2 separate regions of the Zea mays genome follow, and region 2 is linked to region 1. Evidence: chromatin contacts called from public Hi-C data. All regions are on one chromosome and are shown on one strand. The core of a region is the stretch at or near the end of the contact, and the rest is flanking DNA. Distances in the headings are between cores, read along the strand shown. Region 1 holds the start of LOC103634581 (neutral/alkaline invertase 1, mitochondrial). Region 2 has its middle 62 kb from the start of LOC100274036.

What was found. A called contact is a pair of places that touch in the nucleus more often than the background predicts.
Region 2: a contact with region 1 is called in a Hi-C map of endosperm, with 3 times the contacts expected there. The contact joins the enhancer-like site here to the promoter of LOC103634581 in region 1. A contact is called at or near these places in 3 of 25 Hi-C or Micro-C datasets (ear, endosperm and tassel).

Annotation. Positions count from the first base shown.
Region 1 is chr1:51,220,996-51,225,159 of Zm-B73-REFERENCE-NAM-5.0, forward strand. LOC103634581 (neutral/alkaline invertase 1, mitochondrial) reads right to left here and starts at 1,892. Exons shown (of 8, transcript NM_001428413.1): 1 at 1,786-1,892; 2 at 531-777.
Region 2 is chr1:51,359,602-51,363,888 of Zm-B73-REFERENCE-NAM-5.0, forward strand. No RefSeq gene overlaps it. Among protein-coding and RNA genes, the nearest start is that of LOC100274036, 62 kb to the left of the region's middle. Within about 2 kb of position 1,955, at least 15 of the 20 cell types and tissues checked have an H3K27ac peak or open chromatin away from gene starts, as enhancers often do. A contact at or near this core is called in ear and endosperm, where this site is marked.

The sequences.
Region 1 (4,164 bases), core at 642-3,141:
GACCAAACGAAAGTTTGGGCTGGAATCGACGTTCACTATTTTTTGTGTGAAGCGAACAAATCAACAGTGAAAGGACATATGCTACAATATAGGTAGAACAATGTAATAGGAAATTTAATAGTCATGTACATGTTGATGTCTGTTCTAGGGTAGAGATAGTGGCAGTTCATATAAGAGGAGCATGTATTCATAAAATTCGTAGAAAAAATGAAACATTATTTCTGAACTTACCTACTGAAGAAGTGGACATTACAATTAGAATTTTGAAAACGAATGGGCGCAGCTCCTCGTAAATTGTTGGTGTATTTATAAATAAAAAATATATTAGTGCCCATATAATTAACTAAGTTGACATAATGACAACAGTGAAAGGACATTTGTTACAATATAGGTAGAACAATGTAACAGGAAATTTAATAGTCATGTACATGTTGATGTCTGTTCTAGGGTAGAGATAGTTGCAGTTCATATAAGAGGAGCATGTATTCATAAAATTCGTAGAAAAAATGAAACATTATCTCTGAACTTACCTAACTGAGTCACTGCTCACTTCGGTCGGTTGCTTGGGTGCTGTCGAGGGGTGCTGTCTGAGAAGGTCGACTGGGCGAGGAGGCCGTTGGCGACTGGTGAGGACAGCCGCGCAAGATCTGCTGAGGGTCGGCTACCGTAGTGCCACACAGCGCATGGGGAAGCCCACGGACGGGGTTGCGGGGGCTGGATGTGATGAACTCAAATTTGACTGACACAATCAGACACTCAAATCCAATAAACACAATCCTGCAATATTAAAAGGCAATCATACAGTTAAACTCATATGTGACTGATACAATCAGATAGTTAACGGATGATCGAACGACGTAAAAATGATACGGATGGTCTAGCATTCCAGATTGGCTCCCACCCTAATATATAGAAATTTAGAAGAGAGAACATCCATCATTGGGCTAAAATAACAAACTCTAAATCTGCCCTAAACTACTCTATTCTATATGTTCTTCTATTTCTCTGTAGCTGATTCCTTAGTTCCAGAATTCCAAATCCTCCGGTTGAAAGTAAAACCGAGACATGGATCAGGGCCATGTGTGGAACAGAATTGCTATTGAAGATTAAGTTTGTTTGCTTCTGATCACAAATCTTTGGCAAGCAACCATTTAGCAGACAGAAAATCTCGTTTATGAATTCATAAATTTACAGCTCAATAATATCGATAAACATTTGAAATATTGAAAAAATTAATCAATATTGAATACATTGCTTGCTCTTACTTGCGTTTGGGCGCTTAAGCTGTTAGGCTCACCTAACTGAGTCACTGCTCATTTCGGTCGGTTGCTTGGGTGCTGTCGAGGGGTGCTATCCGAGAAGGTCGACTGGGCGAGGAGGCCGTTGGCGACTGGTGAGGACAGCTGCGCAAGATCTGCTGAGGGTCGGCTACCGTAGTGCCACACAGCACATGGGGAAGCCCACGGACGGGGTTGCAGGGGTTGGATGTGCGACTATGCTGCTCTAGCTACTGAGGCAGACCGCAGCCACACGCGCAGGAGAAAGGCGGTGGCCGGCCGCTGATGGGAATGCGGCGGGGTGAGTGGAGGAGGACTGGGGCTGTGGAGTCGTCGCGCCGTCGCGGCTTCACCGTTCGTGGGAGAAGGTGAGTTTGTGGCCTGCGCTCATGGGGACCAGAGGAGCCGCGTAGCTTCCAGATTGGACGGGAGGCGGAGGGAGAATAGCTTAATTAGGGTTCGGATGCTTAGTTTTGCACATCAGGAAGGGAAGAGGGGGCGGCCGTACCTGGTGTGGTGGGTGCTTGTCGCCGGCGCAGAGAAGCTGAGCGTACGGCGGCGGCGACCTCCTAGTAGTCGCACACGGCAGGTAAACGGGAGAAGACACGGGAGAAGAGAAACAGCGGAACAGGCATCGGAAGTATCCAGTAGCGTGGAGAGGCGGAGCGAGCGAGGGAGTGAGAGGAGACATCATCTTTTGACTGGCGATCGGACGACCCAATTTTTTTTTGACGACGTGGATGCCCTCGTCGTTCACGTTTCTGTCCGGCTTTAATATATAAGAAATATAATGCTCCTGTGAACTTTCAAAAAAGTTGAATTTATTTGAATACACTCGTGACTCGTCGTATCCACTCAATCCGTGTCCGCGTGCGTTCAATAGATTAAAGTAAAAAATAAAGAAAGGCAGATGAACTAAGACGGATATAAATACATCCAGATAAGCTCATGTAGCGAATGAATCCAAACACCAAATAGAGAAATAAGATGTATTAGATAAAATCTATTGCCCATAAACAGTATAGGTTAGAGGTATTTATAGAGGTCCCCATTTCGTAATTTACATAAAACTATTTTTACCTTTGAACTTTTATATTACAACAGCTCATTTACATTACAACAGGTGTTGGGGGTTTTCTTCTCCGCCAAAGGTCCTCTAAGTAAAAACACCTTCGGCAAGATAACAAGTAAGTAGGTGTGACATGAAGATGTATGCCGAAGCTACAACTGAAGGAGTTTCGACATGATGACATGCTTGATACGAAGGATGGTACCGACTTAAAGAGGAAAAGACTGCATAGTCCCTGATAGTTTGTGTCATAGTCATGATTATTTATCAAGGGCATGAATCTAATTTTGTCCGGGCTGTGTCTCGTGCCTATAAATAGATGAACAGTGCCCCTGTACTGTTCACGCTGACTTGTAATCACTTGCACATCACTCTTGGACCTTTACCTTCTGTCAAGCCGAAGGTACAAATGTAATTCAATATCATTGATGTTTGTTTATAAATATATGATATGATGATATTGTGAATAATCTAATGATTTAGAATGATTATTCATGTTTTCTCTATGTTTCATACAATCATGTTTTTATCTTTGTACATTGCAATAACCTTCATCCGAAGATCATTATATCAAAAGTGAGATAATGTGATGAAGGTCTTTAACCATTAACATTTGTGTTGCCTTGTTTTTGATTCGTAGCTTTAGAGAACAAGTGACCAACATTGGCGCTCACCTCCGGTGAACTCACTTCCACTGTTGTAACAATGGCTTCGTACAACGACCAAGCTGTTACGAAGCTAGTGCTCCCAATCACAGGTGGTTCAAGCTCAGAGCCAGCTAACAAGAAGCAGAAGAAGGATGCACAGAGAAGAGTGCAGCGTGTTGGGGTGACCCTTCATCAGATCCAAGTGGTCTCATATCCCAATTACCTTCTCCCAGGAAGACCTTCAGCTTAAATACTATCCTCACAATGATGCCATGGTTATATCTTGTGTCATCAATGGATTTCTGGTCCACAATGTTCTGGTTGATACAGGCAGTGCAGCAGACATCATCTTTGCAAAGGCCTTCACACAGATGCAAGAGCCAGAAGACAAAATACATGATGCAACACACCCTCTTTGTGGCTTCGGAGGAAGACAGATTGTGGCACTTGGTAAAATGACAATGTCAGTTACCTTCGGTTACGTCCACAACACAAGGTCTGAACAATTTGTCTTTGACATCGTTGACATGGAATACCCATACAATGCAATCATTGGTGGAGGGACGCTTAATGCCTTCGAAGCTATACTCCATCCAGCGTACTTATGCATGAAGATACCTTCGGAACAAGGGCCCATTGTTGTTCATGGAAGCCAAGAAGCTACCAGGAGGGCTGAAGGGAATTGGACGGATTCAAAGGCGATCCATAACATAGATGGAGCCGAAGCTTGTCAACAATATAAGCACAAAAGAGAGAAGGCTGCTTCGGCAGATCAGCCGAAGCCTATGCTCCTGTGTGAAGATATAGCAGACCAAAGGGTACTGCTGGGATCTCAGTTATCTGATGAACAAGAAAAGACTGCTAAGATTTTTGTTCAACAACAAAGATGTCTTCGCTTGGAAAGCTAATGATCTCTATGGTGTTAACAGAGATGTCATTGAGCATTCACTCAACGTGGATCCATCTTTTAGGCCAAGGAAGCAAAGACTTCGGAAAATGTCTGAGGATAAAGCCGAAGGTGCTCGGAATGAAGTAAAGAGACTTCTTAGTGCTGGTATTATCAGAGAAGTAACATATCCACAGTGGCTAGCCAACACTGTTGAAAGTCGCCTAGAGGGGGGTGAATAGGCAAATCTAAAATTTATAAAGTTTAAGCACAACTACAAGCCGG
Region 2 (4,287 bases), core at 705-3,204, 140 kb after region 1:
CGCTGGCCTCGGCCGAACGACTTCCGCCTCGCCCGACCCCTTGGCTCGGGCTCGGCCACGGCAACGGAAGGCAGACTTAACCTCGGCTTCGGAGGAACCCCCACGTCGCCCTGCCTAGGGCACAGACCGCCACGTCAACAAGAAGCGCCATCATCATCCTACCCCGAATCGACTCGGGTCACGGAGAACAAGACCGGCGTCCCATCCGGCCAGCTCCGCCGGAGGGGCAATGATGGCGCTCCACAAGCTCTATGACGACGGCGGCCCCCAGCCCTCTTACGGAAGCAGGACGACGTCAGCAGGGACTCGACCGCTCCAACAGCTGTCCCTCCGCCAGGCTCCGCCGCACCTCCGACAGCCACGACATCACGCCAGCAGGGTGCCCAGATCTCTCCGGCTGCCACATTGGCATGTACCTAGGGCGCTAGCTCTCCCTTCGCTAGACACGTAGCACTCTGCTACACCCCCCATTGTACACCTGGATCCTCTCCTTACGACTATAAAAGGGAGGACCAGGGCCTTCTTAGAGAAGGTTGGCCGCGCGGGACCGAGGACGGGACAGGCGCTCTCTTGGGGCCGCTCGCTTCCCTCACCCGCGTGGACGCTTGTAACCCCCTTACTGCAAGCGCACCTGACCTGGGCGCGGGACGAACACGAAGGCCGCGGGACTTCCACCTCTCTCACGCTCGACTCCGGCCTCCTCGCCTCTCCCCCCTTCGCGCTCGCCCACGCGCTCGACCCATCTGGACTGGGGCACGCAGCACACTCACTCGTCGGCTTGGGGACCCCCTGTCTCGAAACGCCGACACTCTCCACACATCATATCGGTGCACGCAGCGGCGCCATATCGTCGTCAGGGTCAACGCGAGTTAGATGGGCTAGAAAGGCGGCACTGCACGGCACGATCAGAGGAGAACCTGCAACTTGGCACGGTCCAGCATGTGCACAACGAGAGCGGCCGGCCGGCCGATCGATCGGCCATTTGCTTGTATGCATGCGCGCGTGTCGTATCTACGGCCGCAAGCAAGCAAGCAACGTGAACATGCATAACGCGGCCAGACACGACGGGATCGTGGCGCTCGTCGTCTCTCCGGTCGCGTCGCATGCAGCTCGATCGGCTGGGGTTCGGCGCGGCGGCGTATGTCGTGTGTCCATCTAATCTATACCGATGTGCCTGTATCTGTACCGGTCAGTGGAGGCAGAAAGCCATCGACGGCGATGGGCCCGTCGTCTCGCTGCCCGCGCCGCCTGCCGTGTGCATGCGCTGTTTGACCTTTGAGTTGAAAAGGCGAGATCCATCACATCACAGAAGCGCATCCGTTTCTCTTGCAGCGTGAGGATCGATCTGGCACGTAATATACGTGTTGTTCAACTCGCGGCCTCATCACTCGACACGTACGTACGTTACGTACGCGTATAACCACGTGCCTGCTGATGGGTGATGAACCCAGAATTATATTCGGCAGCGAGACTGACGGACCACGGCGCGCGTCGCCTTTTGGTTTAGCTTGAACTGATACTAGCAATAGCAACCGTGCCATGCATGCATGCATGCATGCCGAATCAGACAACAATTACAAATGGGGCAGGAAAAAGGATAAGAGGTAGCGGTTCAAAAGTGTTCAGATCGATATGAGTTGACTGTGATATACTATATACTACTCCTACTTGCAATGCAAACGACGAGACCGTGCTTACATATTTCATTGTGTAATAAACTTGTCGATACGGTGCATGTTATATGCCATGCTACCTAATCCTCCTGAGTACGTTGCTGCTGCCGGTCAACGCACACTCCACTTTGCCAAATTAAATGCCCAATTATGATCGGGGAGCAGCAGCAGGCGACGAGCGCCAAGCTAGCTAGCTAGCTAGTAGGCAGGGACAGGCTAGATACCTTCCCTGCTGTGTCCATGGTCAAACACCACGTACGTAGCTAGAGCTAGCTGACAGCACAGCACAGTTAGCCGAGAAGAGAAGAAGCCAAGGGGGCCAAGCAAGTACGTGCTGACTGCTGTGCTGTGCTGTGTCGTTACGTACGTTAGATCTCATCAGCTAGCTGGTGGTGGTGGACGTGGACCGTGGACGTACGTGTGCAGCCTCAGCCGGTCGACAGCTACATTGCGGTGCAGAGCTCAACCTCAGCGCGCGCACACACACACACACGCTGAGAGACAGACGACAGAGAGATGGAGAGAAGAAAAAAGGATGGCTTTTGTTTTCTTGGTGCTAAGCAACTAGTAGAACGCAGTGCAAGTTGCAGGCGACGGGATGCTTATCCAGCCGGTCTGCCTTCCTGCCTGCGAATTCCAATCCGCACTCACGGCGCGGGCGGGGACGGGGAGACGACGAGACGACTGATCGGCGCGCGCACCGGCGAGAGCGCCACCGGCCGGTCGACGTGCATGAACAGTAGGTCCACCTGAAGATACCATATACTGGGGAGAAAGCACTTAATCTGAAGAAGCGCTGTGTGCTGTGCTCGCTGGAACTCGATATGGCAGTGGGTACAAGGGGTTCAGAAAGTATGAACTACTGGAAAGGGACTGACACTACCCTGCCTGCTGCTGACTCTGCTGCCGCCTTGCTAGTTTGGTAGCCCTTCAGGTCTTCTTCCAGCACAGCAGATGCCTACGCCTACGCGTGATCATCGATGATCGCCAAAGCTAATTGACCCCTCCCCGGTAATTCAGTGGATATAATCCATGTTCTCTCTCTCTCTCTCTCTCTCTCTCTTGCAATGTGAAAGCCTTTTTCCTGAAGAAAATTGTTCAGAGTTGACATGCGCTGGGACGAAGAAATAAAGACCCATTTGATATATGTTTGGTTTGGTATGTGAGTATAGTGGAGGGCGCTATCAGTGAAACCAGTAAGGTTTGGCAGCTTGATATGTTTGAACAAAAGAGCAAAAGGGAAGAACACAGTTGTGTTGTGCAAGCAAAACTGTTTTAAAAACCGTTTCTCGTTCTCTCTCTCTGTCTATCGAGGAACCGTTTCTCTTCCTCGCTCTCTGCCTATCGAGAGTGCGAGTAGTGGCCGCGAGGAGCAGCAGCTCTCTCTCCGCCAGTCCAGGCACACAGCCAAACCTTCGTAAAAATGGAACACGGGTTCACCCCATCGTCAACCTGCGACGTTGCAAAAAAGTTGCTTTGCTTCCCCCTCTGCCTTTTCGGCAAATCGAACGTTTCGGTGAAACAGCTATATAGGACGACACCTGTTGTGCCACGGCCAGCCACAGCCACTGTGCTCAAGGGGCTGTGGCCAACTCAAACTGGTTTTCAGTCTAACTTTTGTTTTTTACGTGCCAAGTGTTGCGCAACCATCCGCTCCACCACAGTGCAAGAAGTGTGCAACAGCAAAACTTGTTGGCTTGGAACTTTGGCGCTTTCGTGCGTTGATTCGCTGTTGACACGTCCTTTGCCTTTGGTTTTCCGAGTGAAACGTGACTGCAAATCTGCAATCCAGAACGCTTTGCGTGTTCCCTGCTGAGTATACGCATCGAAATCGCAGAATATATATATTCGGATAACTTTCACAGGGGACTCAAAATGCATTCCCGTTTCGGCGTCTTCAGAACCTTTTTACATTTTCAGGTTCTTCCCTACACACTTCACCTGAGATAAGAACAAATGGAAGGGTTCTTACATTTGCCATGCCTTCCCCTCAAGGAAAATGGGCATGATGAACTGCGATTACAATATCTCAAATCAGGCGCATTTTTCAGCACGTCTTAAATCCGGCGCGTTTTGTCAACTGCTTCTACTCATCTGTGGGTTCTTCAGAATCCTCTGAAGGTGCGTCCGACGACAGTGGTCCTAAGATGCCCTCTGAACCGAGGGTCAGTCCACTCTGTGGAGAGGTACAGCAGGAAGATGATCCGATTAGCTCAGCCACATAATTCATGGTTTACACATACAGTTGGAATCAGATGGAAATTATAATCTTATTGTCTGTTAAAACAAACAGCTATCGAATTGCAAGGCCCAAGATGCCTCTGAAATTGGCTGTGCAGTGTGAGGCGCAAGGCTGCTGTACCAATTTTCTGAAGAATACTCAGCATAGGTTTCGTATCTTCATCCATCAATACGAGACGAGCTATGAACACGATAGAGATATTCCTTGATAACGTTCTTTGCCTAGCTCATCTACAGGAAACAGATAGCCCTTCCCATCACTCCAATCTTTACTTACCCACCAATCAAATGCAGTAGTAACATCATATCTGTCTTTGCTTATGGATGGGAGGGTGGTGTCAGCCCGTTCCATCAGGCAAGAAGGCAAGGCAAC